Linked DNA regions of Rattus norvegicus: region 2 is linked to region 1. Evidence: chromatin contacts called from public Hi-C data. All regions are on one chromosome and are shown on one strand. Each heading gives the region's core, a stretch centred on a gene start, on an enhancer-like site or on the middle of the called end of the contact. The rest is flanking DNA. Distances are from core to core; before and after follow the strand shown.

Evidence for each region. A called contact is a pair of places that touch in the nucleus more often than the background predicts.
Region 2: a Hi-C map of Schwann cells shows a contact between it and region 1, with 2.0 times the contacts expected there. The contact joins the enhancer-like site here to the promoter of Setx in region 1. A contact is called at or near these places in 5 of 12 Hi-C or Micro-C datasets (the A7r5 cell line, Schwann cells, hepatocytes and 2 more).

What each region holds. Positions count from the first base shown.
Region 1 is chr3:32,823,209-32,830,125 of GRCr8, reverse strand. It overlaps Setx (senataxin), which reads right to left and starts at 1,714. Exons shown (of 26, transcript NM_001427280.1): 1 at 1,642-1,714; 2 at 906-1,020. It overlaps LOC108350345 (a long non-coding RNA gene), which reads left to right and starts at 4,388. Exons shown (of 3, transcript XR_010065156.1): 1 at 4,388-4,485; 2 at 6,771-6,917.
Region 2 is chr3:32,871,310-32,877,700 of GRCr8, reverse strand. Setx (senataxin) reads right to left here. Exons shown (of 26, transcript NM_001427280.1): 24 at 4,969-5,067; 25 at 3,884-3,971; 26 at 1-2,199. The coding sequence ends at 1,474. Among named protein-coding and RNA genes, the nearest start is that of Setx, 46 kb to the right of the region's middle. Within about 2 kb of position 1,635, at least 15 of the 93 cell types and tissues checked have an H3K27ac peak or open chromatin away from gene starts, as enhancers often do. A contact at or near this core is called in Schwann cells and prefrontal cortex, where this site is marked.

The DNA.
Region 1 (6,917 bases), core at 465-2,964:
GCACTGGCTGCTCTTCCAGAGGTCCTGAGTTCAAATCCCAGCAACCACATGGTGGCTCACAACCATCTGTAATCAGATCTGATACCTTCTTCTGGTGTCTGAAAACAAATACAGTGTACTTATATATAATAAGTAAATCTAAAAAAAAAAAAAAAACCTTGCACTAACTGCGTGTCCCCCTACACTGATAGTGCTACCGCCCACTCCATCCCCAGAGTCGCCTTGTTCTTTCCCTCTTTCTTGGTGAGTCTTCCTACACTTTCATCATTTGCCGGAATTTCGAAGGAAATCTAATCTCTCTGCCTCCTCTGACCCACCTCCAATACTTCCTACAAGACACTGCCAGAGGTTACTGCACAAATTAGATGTGTAAAACACAGGTTAACGCCTGCACTTTGGGGATAAAACTCTATCACTGAGCCGCACGTATAATAATCCCCCCATGTCCTTGGTTTGTTCTCTTTATATATAGCTCCCACTTACTACATTTGTTCAGCCCAAAACTCATGGTGCATGGCATTCTGTACTGTAGCTCTCCCATTCGCTTTCAACACACACACCCTTCAGACCAGTACAGTTCTTAATCTTAAAATGTAAACCATCAAGTTGACAACTTAATGCACTCCACTAGTGATTCTGAAAGAACACCTACTGAAACCAGTGTACAACACAATCCTGAGTGACCTGGAAGCCTTTCCTCTTCCAGGGTCTTGGAGACCTCCTCCTCCCTGTCCTTCATTTTCATTACCTTCTTTCCTTATCAAAGTGGTTTGGATTTCTGTTTACTTGTCTGCCCCTACCCTCAGTAATTAGGGATGTTAAGGTATGGACTTATTCTACATTTCTGTAACTCAAGTACTTATCAAATAACTGAAAAAGAAGTGATTGTTTAAAAAGACAGTTACCTTGACAAACGTCTCACAGTGAAGTGATCCTCTTTGAGCTTGCTGGGCTTATCTGTGAATAGATGTAGCTCTGCATCCAGATATAGTCACACTTTCGCCCCCAAAAAGAACATTTCTGAAATTAAAACAAATTAGAAACTGATAAAATGTCCTTTAATTTATGTATCTCACCTGGGCCTTGCATCAACCTTGCACAGTGTCATCTAATAAGTTACCTCGGTCAGGTTAGACCACACTCTACCGTGCATGAAGGAGAACAATTTAACACTAATTTCTCCAAGGGCTGTTCCCCCTCAGGGGCTAAATAGGTATTTGATCAAGTCTGCTGCGGGCGTGCGGGAGGTCATCAACACTGCAACGCCTGGGATAGTAGGGAGGGCGTCCCAGTGCCCAAGCGGAAGCGACGCCAGGGCAGAGGGCAGCATCCAGTCGGACCCATACCCGGGAGACCTCCCTCGCCCGGAAGCTCAAGGCCCTCCCCGTACATCGCAGCCCAAAGCCGGCTGTGCTGGTGCCTAAACCGCAGGGCACCGGGGGCGGGCCTGGCTAGCAGGAAACACCAAGCGCTGCCTGCCCGGGGCCGCCGCCGCTCCGTCGCGCGCAGCTCTCCAGAAGGCAGGCGCCTTCTCCCGCAGGCCGCGCACGAGTTACAGCGGCAATATGCCGCGCACCCCTCCATGCGCACGCGCCCTCCCGCTTGTTCACCCGCTCGCGGCATGACCGCTGCACTTCTCACCCGGTTAGGCCCGGTTGCAGCGCGCTAGCCCACCTCCATGCCCCCGGCTAGATGAGCAGCCGCAGACGGAAGTGCGAGGCAACGCCCAACGCCCAACCCGCCACCGCCGCGAGAGCGGGCTCCACCCTCAACCCGCCCCCGCCATGGCCTGCTTGTTATGGTATGCCAAGGGGGCGGACCATGGGGGCGGAGGAGAGGTGGGAAGAGCAGCAGCCGGGAACCACGGGCCAGGCAGGAGGATACGTGGCGTCACTTCCGGAATGAGGGGCAAGTCCGACCAATTAAGAGCTCCTGTCCAAAGGGGCGGTAAATTAGCCTAGGAGCCTGCCCCGCTGCCCCGCCCCTTTCCTCACCCCGCCCCTCTTCGAGTTGGGTGCTTAACTTACCGTTTCCTCTCAGCGCTTCCACTTCCTAACGTCCGATGCCGGTCACGTTTCCGTCCGAAATCTAGACAATAAAATGTGCGCTTGAGACAAAAAAGTGTCTATGCAAAGGCGCCACCGAGTTCAGGCTCCTGCAAAGCCTACATGGATTAGTCCTTGTTTCCGACTCAGAACAGGCTCTGATAACGGAACACGGTCACTCCAGATTTCCCAAAGGACAGTTGGGTCACCCAAACCCTCTCCCCCTCAAAAATGGAATTTAGAAAAGAAAATCACTTTACAAGCCCAACATAATCGTAAAATTTTACAAGTCCAACACGCCTGTAGTCCCAACACTCTAAAGGCTTGAAGCCAGAGCATCCACGGCCAAAGGCCAGCCTCATACATAGATTTTGAGGCCTACATTATAGTCACCAAAAATTAAAAATTAAAACAATTCTTTTTTTAAAAAAAGGAACGAGTGCGAGGAGGCAACTCCAGATCCAAAGGCCAGTCTCGTACACAAAGCAATGTCGAGGCCTACATTATATTCACCAAAATTTAAGAATTAACATTATTCTTTTTTAAAAAAGGAAAGGGTGTGAGGCGGTAACTCAGGAGCACTCACCTATCACACTGTACCCCTGGGTTCCACTGCCAGCGCCACAGAAAAGAACAAGGCTCTTAGAGGTGGCAGGTGGGTCAGAGACCGTCCTACCCTGAAGAACCGTCCTACCCTGGAGAACCTTAACGCAGAATGAGAAGCCAGCGCCAGAAGCACGAGTATAAAGCTCTAAGGAACGTTCCAGAAAAGGGGGTGTGGTTTATAAGGCAGCAGATGACCGTTAGAAGGACTTTAGCCAATCAGGAATCGGCAGTTGGGTCCCCCGATCGACTTTAGCCAATCAGGATTAGGCAGTTGAGTCCCCGCTCGCGGCTGACCGTTATTTTCTTGCCTTTTTTTTTTTTTCGTTTTGTCAAAGGTTTCTACAAAATCAAAGTTGCAAAAAATAGTTTCAAATTAAGAGTATGTGTATGCATGGTTTTTAAAATAACACATTTATATGATAGAGTTTTTTGTTGTTATTTTTTTTTTTTAAATCAAGGCTCTGGATGGCTAGCTGAAATTTTCAGAAATGGGGGGAAACGATAGGAACTACCTGCAGTTCCATGTCCCTGATGATACAGATCCTTGCAGAATTCGTAACAGATTTCGGATTTCAGCAATTTACCATGCTTTATTCGTGAAAGAACAAATGCTAAGTTACTCGTGGAGTGTAAGAAACACTAGTATGACGCTGGATAGAGAGCTCAGCAGTTATGAACACTTCATGCTCTTCAAGAGGACCCAGAGTTAAGTTTCTGGCGCCACATTGCTGTTTACATCTGTCTGCAACTTTTGTCCTTAGTGATCAGAACAGATTCCCTTCTCCTGGCCTCCTTAGGCATTTCATGGCAAGGAGGCAAATACACACAGGCAAAATACTCACACACATAAAGATGAAATAAAAAGCAAATATATATAATAAATACAAATAAATACTACACTATATTTTTAGAATTATAAAACAAAATATAAATAAAATACATATTACATATATGTATAATTTGCTATAGGATAGCTACAGGATAACTTAGTTTTAAGGTGAACAAAAATGTTTTGTCTTCTTACGAAATCAGGACAAAAAGGTGTATTCTGACAAAGATACTTTCCATGTAATCGTGTATTTGTTCTTATACCAGCACAGTCATAAACATGATTTTTGCTACTTCTTTTGTGGGTTAAAATGAAGACAAATATTTCCTGCAGCCCACAAAATATGTACTTTCATCCGAGCCTCTGTGGCTCTTTAATCTCCCCACCCTTGTTTTTTTCTACAAACAACAGAACAATTCTAAGAAACTTTTAACTCTGCATGATTAGATTTTAGATTGTACCATCAATCGTAGCACTTGGGAGATGGAGGCTGGAGGATCAACAGGAGTTCCAAGCAAGCTGGGGCTATAGAGTGGATTCCAAGCCTTGTAAGATGCAGAATGAGAGCTTATCTCAAAAAGCCAAACAGGCGTTTGGGGGTGGCCATATGTCCCAGTCCTACGGAGAAAATTCATGCTGCTTTTGGCCTTGGCCAGAGAAGCTTCTTTTTGCTGTGGGTAACAGTTATGCAGACTCTCATAACTGGTCAAAGTGTTCAGGGGCAGGGAGTCATCTACATCATCCTCCCTAGCTAAGCTCAAAGAAGCCAAAAAGTAAAAACTGGCAGACCGGAAGGAGAGCTGTGAGGTGCTCACTTTCAGACATGACGGGTACGTGCATGAAATCGCAGCGTATGGACCAGCACAGCATCAAGCCAGCCAAAATTCCAGCACTGGTGGGGGTGGGAGGGACCCCAAGGCCCCACCCTTATCAGAGGAGCTATTGACAGTTGATGGCAGTTGAAGGAGAGAAGGGTCACTGTCCTTTGGGAGGATGTGACTGTTGGTAGGTGGCTAGTTCCCTGGTGGGTGGCATCACACCCACGTGCGTGTGAGCAGCTCTAACTGGCTTGGGATGATGAATGGCAACAAAGAGAAATAAAGCGGATATGAAGCTGGGAAGGAGGGAGCATTGGGGAGTTGGAGGAAATGTGGATGAAATAGCATCAATATCCAGGAATGGGTAAAGCTTTCAAAGAATAAAATAAATTATTTTTCAGCCAAATATGTAAAACTGACCCCAAGGAGTTGAAGAGCACAAACCATGTACAATTCCTAATGCTGTCCAACTCCTAATGCCAAAGTGGGAGGAGAAAACCATAGATCCTAATGACCATGGCCATGTAGACGGACAGGACGCCTCCCCTTAAGGTGGTGTTCAAGAAGTCAGCATTGGATGTGAGGAAGACTAGGTTTGTTTGTTTGTTTTTTTAATAGCTCAAGGATAAGGGTTTTCCAAATGGCATTTGGAAGGCAAACGAGTTGGGGTTACAGAACCAGAACAAGGTAGACACAACAGGTGGCCACAATAACCTTTTAGAAAAAAAGAAGTAAGGTTTCAAAATGGTATAATCTTTGAAACAAAGACATGGCTGATCCCTGGGAGCAGGCAGTGCAGAACCAGTTGCCGTTAAGGTTACAACAGGGGGAGCATAACCTAATCCTTGAGAAACAGAGGCTTAATCAGAAACAAGATTGAGCCTAGTCTGTCTTCATTATAAGATGGCTTCAAGCCCAAGATGGAGGTTGGCTGCTTCGACACGACAAAAGTACAACGCTAAATTAGTGCTTTGTTTGGAGACAGGCTCAGCACTCACTGTGAGGCTCCCATTGGTCTTGAACTCTCAGCAATTACCTTGCCCCCGCCCCCGCCTCCGCCCCCACGCCATGCTTAAAGGATTAAGGTGCGAGACAGTCTGTTGTTCCTCTCTCTTGTTTCTGCCACCATTACTATCACCATTATCATGCAAAGGGCTTGGAAAAGGCTAGACCATAGAGCTACGTGGACAGCCAACTGGTGGATAGCTGCTGCTGCCAGGAGGGTGCCGTTGGCACCAAATGTTGCCCAGGCTAGTCCAGAACTTGCTATGTTTCGGAGGATAACCTCCTGCCTCCACCTTCCAAGTGCTCAGATTGTGTGCCACCATGCCTGTTTTACTTGGTCTTGGGATCAAGGCTTAGGGCCAGACTCATTCTAGGAACAAAAGTTCCAACTGAGGTACACGAGCAGTCCTGGGTTCGCATCTTTAGATGCATATTATGGGAGTATTATTGTTACTGTTAGCTTTTATTTTATGTGTAAGTGTGAGTGCCTGCATGTATTACTGCGTACCACCACATGTACCATGAGTACAATACCAAAAAGAGGGCTTTGGATCCCCTGGGACTGTAGTTACAGGTGATCATGAGACACCGTGTTATAATAGAGAGAGCCCACCAGAAAACACCACTTAGACACAGTTTATAACCAACTGAAAGTCTGTATTTGGTGCTGGAGAGATGACTCAGCGGTTAAGAACACTGACTGCTCTTCCAGAGGGCCTGAGTTCAATTCCCAGCAATCACATGGTGGCTCACAACCATCTGTAATGAGATCTGGTGCCCTCTTCTGGTGTGTCTGAAGACAGCGACAGTGTACTTTAAATAAATAAATAAATCTTAAAAAAAAAAGAAAGAGGGGTTAGGGAGCTCAAGGCCCTGGGTTCGGTCCCCAGCTCCAAAAAAAAGAAAAGAAAAAAAGAAAAAAAGAAAGAAAGAAAGAAAGAAGGAAAGAAAGAAAGAAGGAAGGAAAGTCTTTATTTCAGAAGTTGGGACTACATTTAGGTAATCCAGATCAAATATAGCCCCAAGGGTTATCTAAAAGCAAAACTTATATCCTGGATCTTACTCTGCAGCTGCAAAGGGAGCTTACACAAGCAAGCAGCTTAACAGAAGGCAATAGTTAGAGGAGATTCTGCACAAACAGGAAGTTAACAGAGGAAGCTGGAGCATCTTGGCCTCAGGTCCTAGAATAGATCTGGATAATTCTCTATGGGATTCTCCATCAAAGAGATCAAGTTCTAGCTAAACTTGAAATGGCCCAGCAAGAATGCAAGATGAGGGAACCTCTGCATTGCCTTGCCCTGTCACAATCTATTGATGAATGTTTAGGCTACTTCAAGTTGGAGAGTCATTGTGAATTGGGACTGGGAGTTGTTGGTTTAGTGGTTATGTTAATCTTATAGACTCAAGGAGAAAGACCACCAACCCATTTCATGGCCAAATTAAAGCAAGCTTTATTTGTGTATACAGGCTGACTTCCCCCTAATGTGGGTTCAAGATATAGCCAGTATCTGCAGCAGCCTTCAGATGAAGATGTAGAACTCTTAGCTCTGCCTGCACCATGCCCGCCTCAATGCTGCCCTGCTCCCACCTTGATGATGATGGACTGAACCACTG
Region 2 (6,391 bases), core at 386-2,885, 48 kb before region 1:
GGGCACCAGTGGAGAGAGATCAGGAAATTCAAGTGTTGAAACTTGGCAAAATGCAGAATTCAGCAGAATTTCTAACAAAAACTCTTGTTTAAAAACAGATGACAAGGGGTTGGGGATTTAGCTCAGTGGTAGAGCGCTTGCCTAGGAAGCGCAAGGCCCTGGGTTCGGTCCCCAGCTCTGAAAAAAAAACCAAAAAAAAAAACAAAAAAAAAAAAAAAACAACCAAACAAAAAAACCAAAAAAACAGATGACAAAAACCCCTCCAAGTAGCAAATGATTATTTTTAAGGCTGTCTTCTTGCCCCAAAGCAGCTGTGTGTACAGCAGTCACGAGAAACCCCACTCCCACTGCTCTTCTACATGCAGACTGGTTAAGCAGCCGTCCCTTGCCCTGACTCTGACTGACCTCCAGCCCCCTCTGCTCTCCTCTCACAAGCTCAGCAGCTCTGACACAGGCTAGTGCCTCAGTGAGCCAACAGATTGCACTTTCATCTACTGGATGGTCCTACAGCCCACATGGCTGCTCTCCTTTCTCACCGTTTCCCTCCTGCCTGAAGATAAGCTATCTGCTTTGCTCCTGTGTGGCTCCCATGGAAATCCCTTCAAATGCATCCTTTTTCATTTTCTTGGCAACTCTCAAGTCTTCACAAACATCCTAACTGGATTCTTCCAGGCCAGGCCAACAAGCCACACAAACCCTCCCTTTGGTACATAAGCATGTCTACAATTCGCCAGTTACACCAACCTCACAAAACATTGGAAACATGGATGGCAGTTCAAAAAACTGTTCTTCCGTTTGGAGAAGGGAAAGAAATTCAGCCAGAAAACTAAGTCATACACCAGTACAGGTAAATGAACTTGTCACAGTAATGCCCTGTGCCGAGCTGTCTTGTCTCAAAAATGCACCAATGAGCACAACAACCCCTAACTAATATGCTGGTTTCTAAAGGCCTAAGAAACCCTAGCTCAAGACACTGGCCACTGGTTCAAAGCTGGCTAACTCCCAGTACTGAGGTTGTTAAACTTGTCTACTACACAGTGGTTGAAGGACCAGTCCTCCTCTCTCTCTCTTTAAACATGAAGTTTGTTCTGTTGGAAAATGACCAATATTTTAGGCTGAGGAAGGAAATGTGGTCTACCAGTTTACATTTTAAAAGAATTTTCCATTTGCTATATAGATTCATAGTTTAACCTTTACAGTACTCACTCTGATCTGACCTTTTCTCCAGAACGAAAGCTCCCAACATTTTGAATTCTGACCTCAAGAACAAGATTTCAGGCATACAAATGCCCTCTCCACGTGTATACAACTGGCAAGAAGTAAGCACTGAACACAAGACCAACAAACAGACCAAGCATCAGAAGGTATTCCTTCCTCTAACAGAGACTCTTCAAGGGAAACAAAAACAAAACCCAGTTTATATGTAAGGTGCTACTAGTTGGCCTGTGGTGACAGTCCCGTCCCCAGGCGCTACTATAGAAACCGTCTCCTCTTGGCACTGCTATCATCCAGCCTCCTCCTGTCCAAGTCAGTGCTTCTCAGCGCATGATGAGTCACAGAGCCGTGCCTCCCCTGCTCTCCAGCAAAGGCCCTAGGCTCTCTTCTGTGGCTGAGCCCAGCATCTGGGTCACTGTACTTCCTCTTACTTGTGGAGGCGGCAGCAGCAGGGTGAGCAGGTCGTGGCTCAGCCTGTATAGGCGACCTGTGGCTGCCCAGAGGAGCAACGATGGCAGTGGATGGTGGCACAACAAAACCTAGGTCCTGGAAAAGCACAGGACAGCCAGACTCTCCCAGGAGATGGACTACCCCAGGGAGCTGGGGGCTCTCGGGCTGTGGATCCCTCAGGAATGTCCCCTTGGCTTCAGCATCCAATCTCCTGAGTAGTCGTGGATCTCGAAGTCGGTCTTGAAGAAGTGGCCTTTCAGGTTCCTTTGAAGTAACAGTATCAGAGGGTGTGTGATATAAAGAAGGAGCAAAAGATGTTGTGGCAAGTCCACTGTCCAGTCTGTTGCTGGGCAAGCCACCCTGAGGTCTGGGTGCCTCCGGAGCAGTGGCTGGGGGATGGGTCAGACTCCTCTGCAGCACAGGCTTCAGTTTCAGGATCTTCATGGCGTCATGTCTATAGTTTGGGTCACAGGTCTTAATAATGGCCCCACGCTTCTGAGCATCCTGAATCAGTTCATACCAATGTTGATTTTCCTGAAACACAGAAGAGAAACAATCACACCCTACAGAAACACTCATTTTGCTGGAAAAGCATGGGTGTCCAACTTCTGTTTCTGAAGGAATAAATATAGTCTGATAAAACAGACTCTCAAAACTTCACCACTCAGAAGACAAGAGTGAGAGGAGGCGTTCAAACGACCAGCCCTAAGGCGGCATAATAAAAGCCAGGGCTGGTGACAGCTGTAAGGAAACCCCACTCCTACCCCTGCCATCCTTGCAGCACAGGAAGATGCCTCCTGCAGATCTAGCCCTACTGGGCTATCTATTTTAAATTTGTTAATTGAAATGAAAATTAAAACTACAGCCCCTCAGATGCATCAACCCCACACGTGCACAATGGCCGCACTCCTCTAGCAGCTACTGTAATAAGCATCCATCCTGCGGATCTAGATTGCCACCAGGCCCTGGGCATGGCTGACATTTTAACAGTTAACACTTAGTTTTAGAAGGCAAAATCCTGACCATACGTGACTGTTCTTGAAGAAAACCCACAGCATTTATTAACTTCTCAAAGGACTATCTACTGAGAGAAGATTGGGAGAGCTCTTAGCCCCTGAGCACCTCTCCAGCCCCAAACCTCTCTATTATCTTACTCTAATCTTGCTTAAGTTGTATGCACACTGCTGGGGACAGACTCAGGCCCTTACACCTGCTATGTCCCCAGGCCATCGGTAATGGTTTATAATTTATTTCTGTGTTCTGTGTTTATGTCAGTGCAGTTGCTTTCAGGGACCCTGAACTTAAGTTACAGGCAGTTGTGAGTCATCCAACATGGGTGCTGAGACCCAAACTCCTGCCCTCTACAAAGGCAGCAAACGTTTTCAACCACTGAGTCATGTCTCCAGTCCCCATGACTTTAAACTATCAACATTTATGTTAGAAACAATCTTTTAGCAGTATTTATGATAAAATTTCAATTTTCCTTATCAACTTAAAAAGAGACATGAAACCAGCTTTTATGGCTCCCTTTAAAGGGTACACAAACAGCACAAGCTAAACCACAGGTGTAGGTAAGTGTGAGACAGGAAGGAGATACATCTGAATGCCCTTGGTTGCTATTAACAAAACAGTGAAGAAAAACAAGCGAGTTAGCTCCTCTCCTCAGAGGACCACTTTCTTAAAACACCAAAAAGTTATTGGGCTGGCAAGAGAGTTAAAAGATGTTAGAAGATAAGGCTCACAGCCAAACTTCAAAGCACCACCACACTGAAAGCCTCAGACAAGCTGAGCAGCAAGCACATGCTACCCTGCTGCCTGCCACCGGCTTCACTCACACCATCTATCCACCGAAAATACAGAACGCTATGCTTCATCCCAAGAACCCCTGCGGCAGAACAGCTCTGGGGCAGACCTCTCCTTGCAACCCATGTGCCCATAGAAGGCAGTCTCACATGTGCCTGTACCCTCTTGGTCTTGTCGCTGATACACAACAGGTTTTAGACGGGCCACCTTGAAATCCTAGTGTACACACTTGAGCTTTGAGCTAAGAAAGAACAGTTTGTACATACACGAAGGCTCACAGCTAAGCTGCTGAAGGACCTAACAATTTCTATTGTAACCATGAAATCATTTCCATTTTGATGAAAAAACAAACAACAGCCAACAACAGATAAATTTAAAACTCCCTGTAGCCCCACCCCCCGCAGAGTGTACCTACCATCAGAGTCCTCAAATGTCCAAGGATAAAGAGGCTGTACTTGGCTCGTGTAATGGTGACATTCAATCTCTGCAAACTTGCCAGGAATCTATGCAACGACAAAGTTATTTCTGTGAGCTCACTCTCAGGGTGTACTCTGTCCCAGGTCAGGCACCATCATGCACAGCTTTTAGCATGGGTACTGGACAGTCAGTCACACTCAGGTCCTTATGCTTGTATGGTAAGCACTTTACCAACTAAGCCATCTCAATGGCTAAGCTATTACAGTGGTTCTGCCTAATGCTGAAACCCTTTTATATAGTTCTGAAAGAATAAAGATTTTTAAACTATCCCCCACTGTCCCTGCTGTGAGGGCCAGTGCACCTCACAAAAGAATAATATCACATGTTATGGGGAAGTAGTCCGGCCATAGACCACTGGCCTCAATAAGGCCTGACTTACCAGTCCTGAGGAAAAAGAGTTGGGGTCAGCTCGCCCCAGAGGCAGGGTGGCCTGGAGTTGGACTGAGCCCAAGCTAGATCATGTGCGCCAATGTAAACAAATAGTAAAATTGCTTTGCTTTGTGTGACTATTGCCAACTGCCTATGTTATTTTCCCTATAAATCCCTTCCCCTAATTGGGCTCGGGGTCAACTCCTCTGTCTCCTGTGTGAGGTACGTGTCGTCCCCAGAGCTCTGGTTCCTTAAATACACCTCTTGTTCATTACATCAAGACCGGTTTCTCGTGAGTTTTTGGGGGTTGCGTTGTCTCGAGATTTGAGTGGGGGTCTTCCCCACCCCGCTGGTCTTTCAGTTCTCCCTGTTGTGGTGTCCCCACACATAAAATTATTTTTGTTGCTACTTCCTATCTGTAACTTTGTTACTGTTGTGAATCATAATGTAAGTTATCTGACAGGATGGATATCTGATATGTGATCCAGTGAAAGGTTATCTACATCCCCAAGAGGTCGTGACCACAGATTGAGAACCACTATTTTAAACAAAAGAAAAGGAATAAAACAAATGATAGGGCTCTAAGGGCAGTCACTGGTGGAGCTAGGTGACAGCTGCTGCCCAACAAGTGACAAAGAAATGTGAGCTACTTACCCTATCGAGCCTTGCACAGCACTTGCCCTGACACAGGTAACGATGATGCAGTCTTTCTGCCGGCCCTGGAAGGCATCTACCGTATCCACTTCTGCAGGTCTGTTTATAAAAGGTGTGAGTTTACTAAAACATTTAAATTCTGAAATACACGTACACAGGCAGTATTTAAAACTCTTCATTGGATGCCGGGTAGTGGTGGCGCACACCTTTGATCCCAGCACTTGGGAGGCAGAGGCAGATGGATCTCTTGAGTTTGAGGGTGGCCTGGTCTACAGAATGAATTCCAGGACAGTCAGGGCTACACAGAGAAAAATCCTGCCATGAAAATGTAAAAAAAAAAAAAAAGTACTAAGTTGTAAGGTTCGTTGTATATTCCAGATAACATAGTCTTTTCAGATAGACTTCTGAGGTCAGCACAACATCCTTTCTCCTTTCTTTTCATAGAGTCTTTTGAAACACAATTCTTAGTGTTTATGAGGTCCATAAGAAACCATCTCCTATTCTCAGGCTATACAGATCTCTACGTGTGTTTCCTTAAGCCTTCCAGTCTTCAGATGACTTCCATCAGAGGCAGGTGGAATTCTGGCAGAGAAAGCATCAGCCTTCCTGAGTTCAGCCACTGGGACTGCGTCTTCTTATCTTTCCAGGTCCTGGGCGCTTAAACTTTCCTTGTAGCACGCTTTGTACCTTCCAGTGGATGCATCTTCTGCTACTGGTCTGATTTCCTCCTAAGTACCTGATTACTTTTGGTGCCATTATAAATAGAATGTTTTTACTTCTTGAGCAGACTATTCACTTACAACCTTTTTTTTTTTTTTTTTTTTTTTTTTTTTTGAGCTGGGGACCGAACCCAGGGCTTTGCGTTTGCTGGCAAGCGCTCTACCACTGAGCTAAATCCCCAACTCCCATTTTTTTTTTAATATATTGATCCTGTATTCTACAAGTCTCTTTTTTTTTTTTTTTTTTGGTTCTTTTTTTTCGGAGCTGGGGACCGGGGCCTTGCGCTTCCTAGGTAAGCGCTGTACCACTGGGCTAAATCCCCAGCCCCTCTACAAGTCTCTTAAACTCAAGTGTTAACCCTAATATTTTCTTTATGTAGCTTCATTACTGAATCTATAAATATAACCATGCTGAATTATTTACAGACTTAGATAAGAAAACTCTTGCTCTGGTGAGAACATCTACTGCAATGGACAACAGAAGTAGTAATAAGGACAAACATCCTTTGTGGTCCACAGGAAAGACTGCTTGAACTACCACAGAGCAAATTACCTATGTGTTTTCTACAGACAAGACATTTTCTCTGTACTCCTAATAGTGTTTTCTATTGTGAAAGATAGTTTTTGCTGTCTTTTCTGTCATCTGTTAGTATGACACGTGGGTCACCTTCTCAATCTGTTCTTTTAAAGACACAATCTCCATT